Regions from separate parts of the Muntiacus reevesi genome. Here region 1 is linked to region 2. The links are chromatin contacts, called in public Hi-C maps. All regions are on one chromosome and are shown on one strand. The core of a region is the stretch at or near the end of the contact, and the rest is flanking DNA. Distances in the headings are between cores, read along the strand shown. Region 1 holds the start of SRSF5 (serine and arginine rich splicing factor 5). Region 2 holds the start of ERH (ERH mRNA splicing and mitosis factor).

Region 1 (7,463 bases), core at 53-2,552, 290 kb after region 2:
TACAGGGGACATGGGTTTGATCCTTGGTTGCAGAAATGACATTTCACAACCGAGATCCAGTATGCTTCGAGGTGTGGCCAAAAAACCAAACAACAAGAAACTACTTGGTCTGTAGCTAAATATATTGGCTTAAGAAAGGTGAGATGGGGCAGCTTTAATGAGTGATACATGTTGAGGTGGGTTTTTTTTTTTTAATTGTCAGTTAGATAAAATCAGGGATGTGATGAAGGAAACATTCCAGTTATGCGGAAAGTCTCCCAAAGAGATGACTTTGATAAACTTTATTTTAATCTGATTTCTATGCATCTTTTTTCCTTTACTATAGATTTGCTACTCGGATATCTTAGGAAAAGGATGCCAAGTCATTTTGTTGAAACATTAATACAGGAACAGGAACACTTAAAAAATTGCTAATGTAAACCCAGTTCTACAAATATTGAGTCTTTTCTATGCTAGGCATTTCTGGAAAACAAAACATGAATAACACATATCTTTTTTATGTCAGTGTTGAAGGAATTACTGGGGTGTACACAGACTACCGCTGGATCCCATAGAAGGGAGAGTAATTCTACTCATGAAATAGGGCTTTTTTTAATTGGAGAAGCTGGTCAGAAAATCTAGTAGGGAGACTTATTCAACAGTTTTCACAGAAAAAACAATCACTGCAGAAGACAAATGGTTTAAAATACAGTCGATTAAGTCACTAGGCACTACTCAAGACCAATTACCTTTGTGGAAGTCAGAAACTTTTTAACGTTAAGTAAATCAAGATACTTTATTAAAGAATTAATCATGAAGACAATCACAACACTTCGGGCTGAGAGCAGCAACTTTTTAAATGGTGGATAGCACCATTATTCTTGTTTTTCACAGAATGTAGAGAATAATTGCAATTGAAAGACTGATTTCTTTTATAAAAAATATTATGCAGGAAGCTAAGGAGCAAGGCTTGGTCAGAGACGGTCAGATATTTTCAGCAAAATCCCAGTTTCTTTCACCCAGTACTCTTTCGGGTATTAAAAAAAACTTCAGATAAAAAAGGCGACCATTTGCCTTCGGGTATTTTTATGGGAGGGGTAATGATGAACCTAACGTCATTGCCTAGGAGGTGCGAACGTTGTGGACCCCGGCCTCCCAGCCCCGAGCACCTGACGGCTACGCCCATACCATGTCCCGCCCCTCGGCCCCGCCCACCTCGACTCAGGGTCACTGGGGCCAGCGCCGTAAAGAGGCCCCGCCCGGCGGACACCTCTGTCCCCGGACCCAAGGGGTGTTGTCGAGGGTGGTCCCGGAAGTGACGCAGGGACGCGCCCTCCATTTTGTGGGGCGCCAGAGCAGCTAAGTGCGTCAGTTGTGGAGAGACGTAGACGAGTTGAGTCCTGGTCTGCGGGGAGGCGACCGGCTCTATCGCAGACTACGGACCTCTCTGGGTCTCAGCTGCCAAAGATCCTGTCCGGTAGGTGAGTGGCTCACTTTGAGGGAAAGGCTTCTCGGATCGAGGCTTCTTCATGGCCGCTCAGATCGCGAGTGGTCAGGGCTGCTCTCTGTGCGGAGGACGGCGTCCAATGAGCGCAGTTTATTCGAGGTGGGCGCTGGGGCACGTCTCCCTTTGGGTATTGTGTGAGGGGACCTGAAGGTGGAAGGGCGGTCCTGGGCAGGGTCGTTTTTACAGAGGGGTCATGCGCCCCTCCCTGCCTTTTTGTTTCACTGTCTGAACCCCGGGAGTAGTGGGCCGAGACCTTTGCTCGGGGTGTGGTCGGGGCTGTCCCAGGGTGGGTACAGTGATCCGGAGAGGTGGGGTCGGGAGAGCGGGAGGGAACGGGGGGGTTTGGCACGCGCGGTTATCCCCATCGCCGGCTCCGAGGCCGCCATTTTGTGGCTGCTCCGCGGCCACCCGCCGCCGTCTGCGCAGGCGCGGCGGTGGCGTCGCGAGATTCCGGCTTCCACCCGCTGTGACGCTCCCGGGAGGCGGCGACGCGCGTGCAGCCCGTCGCCATTGGGCTGGCCTTGCGGAGGGCGGGGTCGGCTCCGCCCGCACTTCTCGGCCTTTCCTAACTGCGGCAGATGGGAGGGGGCCAGAAGAGCCGGGGAGAGTGTGCGGCTGCGCAGTTCCAGAGGCGGCAGTGGGCGTTGCGGTTGCTGCGGTCTGGGCCCAGGGAAGGATCGTGTTGGGAGCCGAGTTTTAATTTTGTCTGCAAGGGACCCGGCCTAATAAGAGGCACTCTTGGCAATCTTGTTTATAACATCACCGGGTAAACATTTTATTTTATGCTGTTTATGTTTTTGGTCCCTTGACCAGGCATTCCTCTGACATTCACTGGTACTATCTCAATTGAATTTATTTCCTGACAGAAAGTACTAGCTGGACATGAGTGGCTGTCGAGTATTCATCGGGAGGCTAAATCCGGCGGCCAGGGAGAAAGACGTGGAAAGATTCTTCAAGGGGTATGGACGAATAAGAGATATTGATCTGAAAAGAGGCTTTGGTTTTGTGGTAAGTGTTTAGAATTGGTTGAATTATCTATTCTTAGTGGGTAAAGATTGTTAGAAGCAGTGCTTTTAAGTTTTTTGAGTCCCAGCAGAGTATGTTTGGGAAATATGCCTTCTTAAGGTAGTGAATTTTCTTAACGGAGAAAAGAATTTCACTCCTGGCTGGAGAAATCATTTACGGTCCCTTTTTGATTAGACTTATCTATATACTCTTGTCATTAAGATATTCTTTCACAGGTATTGAGTGATTTTAATGTGTTGCAGAATAGACTTTTAAAGCAGTGTTAGGCATTATATATATGTGTGTGTTTTAGGAATTTGAAGATCCCAGGGATGCGGATGATGCTGTATATGAACTTGATGGAAAAGAACTCTGCAGTGAAAGGTGATTATTTTTAGTTTTATGACTTAGCACTCTGAAGATAAGCTAGGTATTGGGCTAGATATTTTTTGTAAATAGATCTCTTATGTAGCTTAAAGTGGATAATGAAGATTTTTCTTCCTTTCCTGTAGGGTTACAATTGAGCATGCTAGGGCTCGATCTCGAGGTGGAAGAGGTAGAGGACGCTACTCAGACCGTTTTAGTAGTCGCAGACCTCGAAATGATAGACGGTATGTGATTAATGGTGGATGGCTGCTTTGAACAAGCATTACTGTAGGAGGAGTCTTGATGTTCTAAAGTTGATAGCAGAAGTGATTTTGTTGTATATGTATAATCAATTTTGTCATTCATGTATTAGTCTACTGTTTCTAATAAGATTGAGTCATAAAATAATGCAGAAACTGTTGGTGGAAGTCAGTTGAATGACTTGTCGTACCTGATTGCTTGAACTTGCCCACAACTGAACACACTAGGTGCACGTTGCTGCATTTCTTCCATTGTGAGTACTCATTTTCTTCCTCAGAAATGCTCCACCTGTAAGAACAGAAAATCGGCTTATAGTTGAGAATTTATCTTCAAGAGTCAGCTGGCAGGTTTGTTGAAACACAGTTTTGAGATATTTTGATGTGGTTTTTTAAATATTAGTGGGTAGTTAATGTTTTTTATTAATTTTTATTAAAAGTAGTTTTATCTATAATGGACTTTTAATTGTAATTTTAAAATTTTAATTAAATGTAATTGGGGGATATTTCAAATTTTAATGTTAGTGATCAAATGTAAATGTTTTGAGGATATATTTTCTTGTTTTTAAAAATCAATTTTAACCAAATATTAAACCCTTTATTTGCCAGCCTATCTGTGTCGTTGGCCTTATGACGAGGAGTGCCTGTGGGTTATCCTAATCGTTGTCTTGGTCACTCTTGGTTGGGCCTGGTTGACTTTGCCAGTCAGCTCCTACAGTGATCAATTGGCCACCTCTAGATCTGTGTTTGCCGGTCTAGACGTAATCGGTGCACTTCTTGAAGTGCCAGGTTGCAGCGATCCCAGAGCGCTGATAACGTGATCTGATCCCTAAGTTGAGAGCTGTCTTCCTGTAACGCTTCCGAATAAGAGGTCCTGGTCGAAAAGAGTTGAAAGATTCGAAATTAGGTGGTCGTTGGAATCCTGATCGCAGTAAAGTGGTCCTTGGTAACTACACAAGAGTAGAACCTGTCTGCATCCGCCAATAGTCTGCTAATAGGGAGGGCTGTGCGATTAAAGGCTTCCATCGATTGGGTAGTGTCCTTCAAGTGGGTGGCGAAGAGCCAGTCGGGCATATGTCATGAAGGTTTCTCCGACCGATAAATGGTTTGCTGCTTGACTAGCCTAGGGAAATAATAATAAAGGTAAAGTAAACTTTTTTAATGACATATGGGGCACAAAATAACTGGTGTCTTGTAAATGTTTTGTTTTTAAATATAAAGTTTCTACTTTAGTCTTTACTTTAAAAATATGTATTGTTTCTTTTTGTTTTTTTTGTTTGTTTTGTTTTGTTTTTTTCCTTTTGTATTGAGCTCAGTATAGACTAATACTACTTTAATGTTAAACTCTAAACTTCCTCTGGCATTTTGCTTAAAAGCAATATGCTATTTGCTTATTTCGTGCCCTGACATATTATTTTAAAATTCTGATAGACTACAAGTGTGGTAAATACCATGTTTGTACTTTATCTAACATCTTCTCTTTCAGTAGTCTTGTTTTTATACAATGTGGTTGTTTGTGTGTCAGGTTTCCTTTTCTCCGCTTAACTCAATTATCTTGTGTTAAGGATCTCAAAGATTTCATGAGACAAGCTGGGGAAGTAACCTTTGCGGATGCACATCGACCTAAATTAAATGAGGGGTGAGTATGTATTGGCGTATGAGAGCCTTTTAAAATGTTCTGAAAGTTGTACTGGGAATGTTAGAGGTCTCAAAATTTGGACATCCTGAAATGCAGCGGTTCTCAATCAGGGTTGAATTTGCTTTTCAGGGTACATATGGCAGTGTCTGAAGACATTTTGGTTGTCAGAATTGAGGTTACTACTTGCATCTTACGGGTAGAGGTCATGTTGTTCAGTCACTAAGTCATGTCTGGCTCTCGGCAACCCTAAAAACTGCAGCACGCCAGACTTCCCTTTGCGTCGCTGTCTTCCACAGTTTGCTCATACTCAATGTCCATTGAGTCCGTGATGCCATCCAACCATCTCATCGTCTATCATCTCCTTTTGCCTGCAGTCTTTCCCAGCTTCAGGGTCTTTCCTAGTGAGTCAGCTTGTCACATCAGGTGGCTAAAGTAGAGTTCAAGAGATGTTATTGATCTTCCTGTAGTGCACAGGAAAGCTCCTCACTACCATTGAATTATGTGCCTTAAAATGTCCACGGTTTGGAGGTTGAGGTATCCTGTTTAATAATAGCAATAGTAAAATGAACATTAAAAAGTAAGTAGACTGATAATGGTTTGTGAGATGATAAGAAGTATGTAACTTTACAAATAGCGTATTTTTTCTTTGTAGGGTAGTTGAGTTTGCCTCTTATGGTGACTTAAAGAATGCTATTGAAAAACTTTCTGGAAAAGAAATAAATGGGAGAAAAATCAAATTAATTGAAGGCAGCAAAAGGCACAGGTATCTCTAATATTTTTAAGTCACAGTTTTATTTAAGGGATTTGTGGGGCCTGCTACTCAGTTTTTTTTTTTTTTTTTTTCTTTCTCTCTAGTAGGTCACGAAGCAGGTCTCGTTCCCGTACTAGGAGTTCCTCGAGGTCTCGTAGCCGATCTCGTTCCCGGAGTCGCAAGTCTTACAGCCGGTCCAGGAGCCGGAGTCGGAGCCGGAGCAAGTCTCGTTCTGTTAGTAGGTCTCCTGTGCCTGAGAAGAGCCAGAAACGTGGTTCTTCAAGTAGATCTAAGTCTCCAGCATCTGTGGATCGCCAGAGGTCCCGGTCCCGGTCCCGGTCAAGGTCCAGATCAGTTGACAGTGGCAATTAAACTGTAAATAACTTGCCCTAGGGGCCTTTTTTAAAAAAAAAAATCCCAAACCATACTTGCTAAAAATTCTGGTAAGTATGTGCTTTTCTGTGGGGTGGGATTTGGAGGGGGGTGGGTTGGGCTGGATATCTTTGTAGATGTGGACCACCAGGGGTTGTTGCAAACCAATTGTATTAAATGTCTTTTGATAAGCCTTCTGCTCACATTTTTGTGAATGTCTGAAGTATATAGTTTGTGTATATTGACAGAGCTCTTTTATTACTAAAGCAAATTTAATTTTTTTGTACTAGAAAAATTTTGAACGTTTTAGTTCCTGGTTATTCAGATAATGTTAATGCGAAATTAGTTTAATGCCTCAATTAAACTAATTAATAGCTTTGGACAGTTAAAAGAGCTCTTAATTTGCTTGTACATAAAGGCTTAATATGAGTTTTCCTTGTTAGGGTTAAGGGTGTCCACCCACCCACCCTTTAACAGCTGTCTGGCAAAGACGTTAAGACAGCTGTTTGTTATTGATAATAAAAGGTTATAAAACTGCATTTGTGTGTTTGTCTGAAGGAAGTATGGCTATCGACTTCTCCTTCCCCATGCACTTTTGATGCATTTAAAATCCCTCATCAGGAATGCTGTAGCAGTGAGGTAGGTGTGTGTGTCCTAGTCACGTCCAACTCTTTGACACTCTATGGACTGTAGCCTGCCAGTCTTGTTTCTCCATGGAATTTTCCAGTCAAGAATACTGGAGTGGGTTGCCACGCCCCCCTTCAGGGGAATCTTCTTGATCCAAGAATCCAGCCCACACATCTCTGTGTCTTCTGCATTGTCATGTGGAATATGTCTTTACCACTAATGCCACCTGAGAAGCCACCTTAGTGAGGTATGGTGAGCCTTTCTTTTGTTTGTTTTTAAATTAGTACCTTTGACATTTCCATACTAGTCAAAAGATGAAGTGTGAAGTATTGAAAGTAAATGATGACTTAGTTTTTTATGATGGTTTCCCTTGTGTGTTGACCCTACCTGATTTTGGCATCAGGTTACTTAGGTTTCCATAGCCAAGAGAGGGACAGTTTGGGAAGCAGATTGTAAAAGTTAGTAATTCATGCCTAACTTAAAAGGTTGTAAAACGATTTTGATGGTTCAAGATCATTCCATAAAACTTAAAAATAACTGCATTTAAATGCTTTAAGAGGCTTTCACACATGCATTTTCTTAATAGTCCTCAGACATGGGTGTAACAAATCTATTGAAGGGAAAACAGTTGGTAGTGAAACTGCTTAAGGTTCTACATCCACCTCTATTAAATGTTTGTTAGAGTCCTATATCTGTAGGAAATTAGTTTCATTGTTTCTTCTAGGAATATCTCAGACTCTTTGATTGAATGCTAGTCAAGATAAATACTTGTTAAAATAACTGAGTAACACTTAATAGCTCTGTTCTTTGTGTATGTAAGGTCACTGAGTCCTAAACTACTTAACTATTAACATGTAGTATTTATATATATGTATGTATAATTTTATTTTTTGATACAAAATTTTCCAGGAGAGCCAGGGCCTGGAACAAGTAAATGGTAGATTAGTATTAGAACCCTGG
Region 2 (7,345 bases), core at 1,368-3,867:
ATCTCCAGAACATTGGTCTGTTGAAAGTATAACCCCTTCCGTTTTTTTTTTTTTGCCAAGTGTGTACGGTTCACTAATTAAATTCAAATATGATGTAACCTCACTGTAAACCCAATGCTAAATCAAACTATTTATAATCTTTGGGAGATGGTGAAGAACAGGGAAGCCTAGTGTTACAAAGAGTTGGACATAACTGAGTGACTGAACAACATATTCTTCTCTTCTGCTGTATTAGTTTTTAATAAAAAACAAACAAACCTCTTAAGGACAGGAACTAAATGTTCTGAAATAATCAGACTTTTTAATGTCCAACAAACTGCAACTGAAAGAGATGATATTGAGAGTTTCTGAATAAGCACCGCCCCCGCCCAAACAGTACTTTGAACACAATGTGAAAAACAAAGGAATTTATCATACTCCTCCCTCTCCATCAAGAAGTGAGTCATTCTGATTAACAGTTTGAGAGGATCTGAGATAGAACTTGATGACAAGAGATGAAAAGTAATTCTGTCCTATAAAGACCTGAACACAGCCAAGGCCTTTCTTAAATAGTGATCAGAAGTCAGAGAAAACAGAATGTTAGATTACTGGTTATTTAAAAACCACCAATAGTTTCAATGGCTCATATGGTGAGAAGAAAAATGACTTTATAGAAACTATACTAACATTCCTGTAAGAGGACCTGTCCCACATACCAGCCAGACAAGTTGCTACTATATTAATTTTCTTCTTATTCTAATAAGGACCAATTCACTTAAGAGTAAAGATACGAAAATGGCTATACAGTATGCTCCTTTTTATATTTACCCTTAAAGTGAACCTGAACAAAGTTTACTATTTTTAATACTTACTGCCCAAAGACAAGGCTTAACAATTAGGAACAAGGAATGACTAAATTTACAAAACTATAAACAAAATTATCAGATTTTTCCTTCTTCTAAACAGATTTGGTCCAGCATTCCTTAGGTTACTCTTTCTTAGGGGAATGACCAGTAGTAAATAAAAATATAAATACATACAGGAATAGATATATCTATTAATATTTGCCACAATAGAAAAATAACACTGTGAAACCTAAATCAAAAAAAGTTATGCAGAATTACCTTAATAATATCCTATTCTCTGTTTACTAAGCAGTTATGATTCACTCTAATGAAGAGTTAATCTATTAATCTGTTTTTAAAGTCTCACAAACATGAACCTTAAGAACAGTTAGTCATTCTACTGTTACAGATATGCTACAATACATACAATTGGTTCTTGAGTTTTAAATGCATCTCTCAAACTACCAAAAAAGAAAGGAAGGAAGAATAAAAAAAAGAAATTGAACCAATATTTAAGACTTTTGAACCAGTATTCACTTTAAATACAAATTCCAATTTTCAATTTTACACGAAATGATAAAGAATTATCACTGATAATTGCTCAATGATAATAGAGTGTTCATATTAACTGCTGTCATATCCCCAGATTTTAATCTAAGCATTTAAAAATAATATCAAATAAAGGCAGAGAAAGAAGGAAACTCCGAAGTGAAATGACTTGCTCAAGGTCACACTGCTAGTTAAGACAGGAACTGGAAACCCAATCTCCTAATTCCCAGTCCTCCTTGGGAGACTGTTGGATCAAACACTGGCCTATCTCAATCCAGAAAACTATAACCTGAAAAAGTTCCTTGTTAACAATAGCTGCATGATCTGTTAATCTGCAGCAACCAGAAGACGAAAACTGAAGTGTGGAAGCAACCACGATTCTTTGGAATCCTCGTGAGCATCTCCTTTTTGCAGATTACAAAACACAAACACACAAGCCAAAAAACAACCCTTCCCACCCATTCTACTTAGATTCTAAGTAAAGTGGACCCTGAGCTGAATCTATCTTTTCAACTTCCAGACCCAAGAGACTATAAATAAAGGTAAGCACAGGATGGGTGGCTGGAGGGGGTTAAAAAAAAAAAACAACACCAAATCGGCCCCTACACGTCTTAGAAACGAGGGAAAATGTATTTTTTCAAAAAAGGCAGAGCCCAGAAAAACAAAAGGGAATATGGTCGGAAAAGCACGCTACAAAGCAAAGATGTTCCCTCCCGGCCCACACGGGGGATGCAGTATTCAATCTGTCAGCTTCGAGACGGACTGTCAGACATCCCTCGGCCATTGTTCCTATAGTAGGCTGGGGCGTTTGGAAGGAAAGGGAAGCGCCCCCACGCCTGCCTCTACCAAGCAGCAATCGGAAGAAAGAGCAACCTCCGTAACGCACGCCTCGCCAGAGCCAGCAGGCGGGCGCGCAACCGCGGGGCGGACCCGGGATCCGGGGCCTAGCGCCAGGCCCAGTGCCTCCGCGGCGGGAAAGAGAAGGGTCGACTCATAAGCTGGAGTGCGGAGCGGCAGCACGCTAGCGCTGGATGGGGTGGGGAGATGTATGGGCGGGGGTCGCCCCGGGGGGGTTGGGGGTTCGGGTAGCCGGTTAGGCCTTTCTCACCATCGCGCCAAAGTCTCCCGCTGCAGCCGATGCCGACTCCGCCGCCGCACACGAGCTTACCCGCAACGCCGCCAACAGCCAATCCCCGCGAGAGGAGCAGCCGGAAATCGTCAGAGGCGCACCGCGAAAGAACCTTTCGGACCATAGAGGCTCACGGATTTCCGGCAGCTAGAGCAGAGAGTGACTCTGTTTCAGCCATCTTGGATAAGGGAAAGGAAGCACACAGGGAACGTATCGGAACTTGAAAAAGGAGCACTTTTTTCGAGACACGATCTTCGGTACTCGCGTTATTAGACGCGCGGCTAAAGTGATCACCGGTATACACAGTGACACAAGCCATCTTTCAGTGGCCCCACTCAAAAATGGCGGCGGTATAAGAACCCTGGGGCATAGGTCGGTTGTAACCCCGGAAGTACCCTTCTAAAGGAGGGGGCTGTAAGGCAATCCGGAAGTGGATGTAATGAAGAGGTGCCACTTGGCGGCCATGGCAGCTGTAGTATCGGTGGCTCCGGGTCAAGGCCCCTCGGAGTGGAGTAACATGGGCAGCACTGGGTATAGGGTAGAGACAGCTTTGTATCAGCTTCACTGCTGAACCCCACGACCCGCCATTACCGGCCTGCAGGACTCCTTTCCTCACTCTAGACTCGGAGGAGAGTTTGCCGTGATTGGTGGGCTGGTCCCGGACCTGGGGGGGCGATCACCTGCGGGGGTGCCCCAGGGAGATAGGGGAGCAGGGAGAACGAACAAATTCGCCTGGGTTTTCGTCCTTTTCTTGCTGCCATCGGGAACATTGCTTGTGGAGGAAGTAGGCCCATTGTGCTGCCCGTATTCCGACGATTGAATCAGTAGCTCCTTCGTATAGTTTCCCGTTGACTTCTCATCTCTGTTAACCCATGGGAATCCAGTGAGTGGTATATGAAAACTTACGGGCTGGGACCTAAGATTGCTGAAAGTTGTTTCTAGTATCAGCAAAAAGGGGATTCTTTACAGGTACGTTCAAGAGAGAAGTGTCTCGTGAACGCATCTGCTGGTGTGGAGGACGAAAGAACTGGAAAGTCCACCTGTTCTTTTGGAACAATCACACGTGTTTAAGGACCTGAGCTCCCGAAAAATTATAGACTAGTGGTATTGGATGAATAAAGAAGGCAGAATGGATGATTTCATCTCCATTAGCCTGCTGTCTCTGGCTATGTTGGTGGGATGTTACGTGGCTGGAATCATTCCTTTGGCTGTTAATTTTTCGGAGGTAAGCGCTCAATTTTCTGTGTTCTATCAGCTGTCAGGATGGCAGCTAGGAAGTAGTGACAGTTAAAAGGGAAGCTGCTCCCCCATTTAATAGCAGAGCTAAAGGTCTTCTTAAGGATGACTATTTTCAGAAGATGCAAAACATTTAATAATAGAAACAAACCACTTATTTAGCACAAGTTCTTAACGGAGAGGGATGGGGCGGGGAGTGGATCCACTGAAGATCCTTGGATACTCTGAACTTCCTGAAATTGCATACCAAAATTTGGGACTCTACATTTTCCAGGAAAGACACCGTAATGTTATTTTGATACCCAGAAGTTTCAAAGAATCAAGGTTCTGGATGACTGTCAAAATATACATGAAGAATATAGTTTGTTCATATGAGTTGAAATCAATATAATTTCTTTTTGAGAAAATCAGGCATAGCTTTTTGGTAAAAGGTTTTTTGTGTTGTTTTTTTTTTTTTTTGATACCTGTAATTAGATTGAAATAAGGAAAACAACTGGATTGTTCTTAACTCAAACTTCCTTTTAAAGGAGAACATTGGACAGGTTTTTGAAGTTGTTTTCAAATCTATTTGTTTAGAAATGAATTTTTTTGTTAATATGGTTTGACATTTTGTTTTAATTTCTTTGGTTCTTTATTATCACTTAAACGAACTTTAACAGGGAAGAAAGATGAAAGCATTGTTCAGTGAAAGTGCAGATGGATTCTTTGGGCTGTTGTAAGGAATTCACAGCTTGCACAGTGCTAAAAGATTGGGAGAGAAAAACTACTGCATTCAGGATTTCTTTTTTTTTTTTTTTTAATTTTTATTTTTTTTTTTATATTATTTTATTAGTTGGAGGCCAATCACTTCACAACATTTCAGTGGGTTTTGTCACACATTGACATGAATCAGCCATAGAGTTATACGTATTCCCCATCCCGATCCCCCCTCCCACCTCCCTCTCCACCCGACTCCTCAGGGTCCTCCCAGTGCACCAGGCCCGAGCCCTTGACTCATGCATCCCACCTGGGCTGGTGGTCTGTTTCACCATAGATAATATACATGCTGTTCTTTCAAAACTTCCCACCCTCACGTTCTCCCCCAGAGTTCAAAAATCTGTTCTGTACTTCTGTGTCTCTTTTTCTGTTTTGCATATAGGGTTATCGCTACCATCTATCTAAATTCCGTATATATGTGTTAGTATACTGTAATGTTCTTTATCTTTCTGGCTTACTTCACTCTGTATAATGGGCTCCAGTTTCATCCATCTCATTAGAACTGATTCAAATGAATTCTTTTTAACGGCTGAGTAATATTCCATGGTGTATATGTACCACAGCTTCCTTATCCATTCATCTGCTGATGGGCATCTAGGTTGCTTCCATGTCCTGGCTATTATAAACAGTGCTGCGATGAACATTGGGGTGCACGTGTCTCTTTCAGATCTGGATTCCTCAGTGTGTATGCCCAGAAGTGGTATTGCTGGGTCATATGGCAGTTCTATTTCCAGTTTTTTAAGAAATCTCCACACTGTTTTCCATAGTGGCTGTACTAGTTTGCATTCCCACCAACAGTGTAAGAGGGTTCCCTTTTCTCCACACCCTCTCCAGGATTTCTTAAGTATACCTTGATGTTCGACAGTAAGATAGTTTCACTGTCAGTCCTGAAAGTGCTTTCAAAGAAAAGGAAAGTGGAGAATGGTCTAAAGTAAAGGAAAGGTATAGATGAGCTGTGAGGTAGGCCTTGAGTTAACCTGAGGGACGAGAAGGCATTGGTGGTAAAGAAACTAGCCTGTGGGTGAGAAAAAATTTGGGACTAGGCGTTATGAGTTTGAGAAATAAACCCCACAGTCAGATAGAAGGGGGACTTGAATTGCTATTGCTCCTTATCTGTTTCCTTTTTGTTTTGATTTCTTTCAACATCTGATGATAACATTGAACTACAATTTTTTGAGCATATACATTGCCTAATTTCATTAGGAAAAAAAAACAGTGCGGTACAGATTAGGAGACTGAGACTTAAATTATATAACTTGGACAAATTTATGAAATGTGTTAGAATCAGAGCTGTTTTTTTCAATCTAGATTTTTCTGACTTGCAACAGTTCTTAGCCACTTTGTCCCTTGAGGCAGTAGTAGTCCATATACCAAATCTAGCCTACAGACTTATTTATATGTTTCACTGCACCAGGTCTTAGTTGTGGCATGCAGGATCTTTAGCTGCAGCATGTAGGATTTTTTTTTCCCCCCAGTTGTGTCATATGGGATCTAGTTCCCTGACCAGGGATTGAACCTGGGCCCCCTGCATTGGAAGCATGAAGCTTCAACCATAGAGCCACCAAGAAACTCCCTGGATTTACTTCTTCAGATTAGCAGAGTGTCGATTTTATTGTTACTGTTTTTTTATCTTTATTCCTCAAAGTAACAGTTGACTAGAGCTGAGTAGTGGTAGATTATCATGGTCCTTCTTGGCGGTGAAGCCTACTTCACTCATTTGAGCTACCTGCCTGCCCAGTACTTTGTGAGTGTGCTTTCTCTCCTCTGACTAAATCATGGAAAAAAAGTAGAGTGTCAGTTGCTCAATCGTGTCTGGCTCTTTGCTATCCCATGGACTGTAGCCTGCCAGGCTCCCCTGTCCATGGAATTCTCCAGGCAAGAATACTGGAGTGGGTTGCCATTTCCTTCTCCAGGGGGTCTTCCTGACCCAGGGACTGAACCTGGGTTTCCAGTACTGCAGGCGGATTCTTTAACACTGAGCCCCAGGGACTGAATCTTCTAATTACATTAGAATTGAGTTGACATTATTAGGGCTGACATTTGTGAAGTTTAAATTGGCTTGTATATTTAAAGCCTCAGTAGAGATAACATTTATGAAGAATTATAATTAACTCAAATAAAAGGCTGATAAAACTTTTTATTTCTATAAAATTCCTAGACCTTTTCCAGTTTCAGTATTTTCTCAAACTGTCTTCAGTGATTCTTATAATATGCAGCTATATGCTATCCTCTTACTGAAGGAAATGTGTCCATGAGTGGTGTAATTAACTAGGCCATTAATAAAGATAATTAGTATGATACGTCATTTATTTATGGCTTTCTAAATTGATGGTCAGGTGGTCTTTTTCCAGCTGTAGTTCTTGAAATGCTATAAATTACCACTTATATCTGTTCATTATTACAGCAGGACCAATGCATTTTGAGCTGTTAGGATAAAAAAATTAAAGTTACATATAACTTAGTCAAAAACATTTTAGAATTCAACTGATGATTTTTATCTCCTAGGAATTAGCATTTTTTTCCAGACAGGTTATGCTATTATTATAAATCAATGTATTGTGAAACTAGTAGATAATCTGTAAAAAATGAGCTTCATTCATGAAGACCAAGAAACAGAGTTTCTATCCTTAGAGAATAGCTCCCCAAATTCCTACATTGACTAAACAGTTTTTCTTTTTAAGGAAGTGTAGCTTTTCTTCAGGACTGGAGTTATTATAAATAAAAGGACCGATAAATCTAATTTATCATATAGTTAACTTTCATTTATATGAGAAGATATGATTTTTATTCATGTTCTTAATCTAACTACTCTGTCTTTCAGCACTTTTTTCTTCAGAATTTCTCAGAGCAG

The links. Hi-C and Micro-C count contacts between places; a contact is called where the count stands out from the background.
Region 1: a Hi-C map of blood shows a contact between it and region 2, with 2.8 times the contacts expected there. The contact joins the promoter of SRSF5 here to the promoter of ERH in region 2. A contact is called at or near these places in 2 of 3 Hi-C or Micro-C datasets (blood and muscle).

What each region holds. Positions count from the first base shown.
Region 1 is chr7:78,335,218-78,342,680 of mMunRee1.1, forward strand. SRSF5 (serine and arginine rich splicing factor 5) reads left to right here and starts at 1,303. Exons shown (of 8, transcript XM_065940903.1): 1 at 1,303-1,456; 2 at 2,353-2,494; 3 at 2,805-2,875; 4 at 3,004-3,102; 5 at 3,396-3,465; 6 at 4,680-4,753; 7 at 5,406-5,516; 8 at 5,609-6,415. The coding sequence starts at 2,369. The coding sequence ends at 5,876.
Region 2 is chr7:78,040,630-78,047,974 of mMunRee1.1, forward strand. It overlaps ERH (ERH mRNA splicing and mitosis factor), which reads right to left and starts at 2,618. Exons shown (of 4, transcript XM_065940138.1): 1 at 2,482-2,618. The coding sequence starts at 2,484. It overlaps SLC39A9 (solute carrier family 39 member 9), which reads left to right and starts at 2,924. Exons shown (of 8, transcript XM_065940137.1): 1 at 2,924-3,385; 2 at 3,472-3,727. The coding sequence starts at 3,614.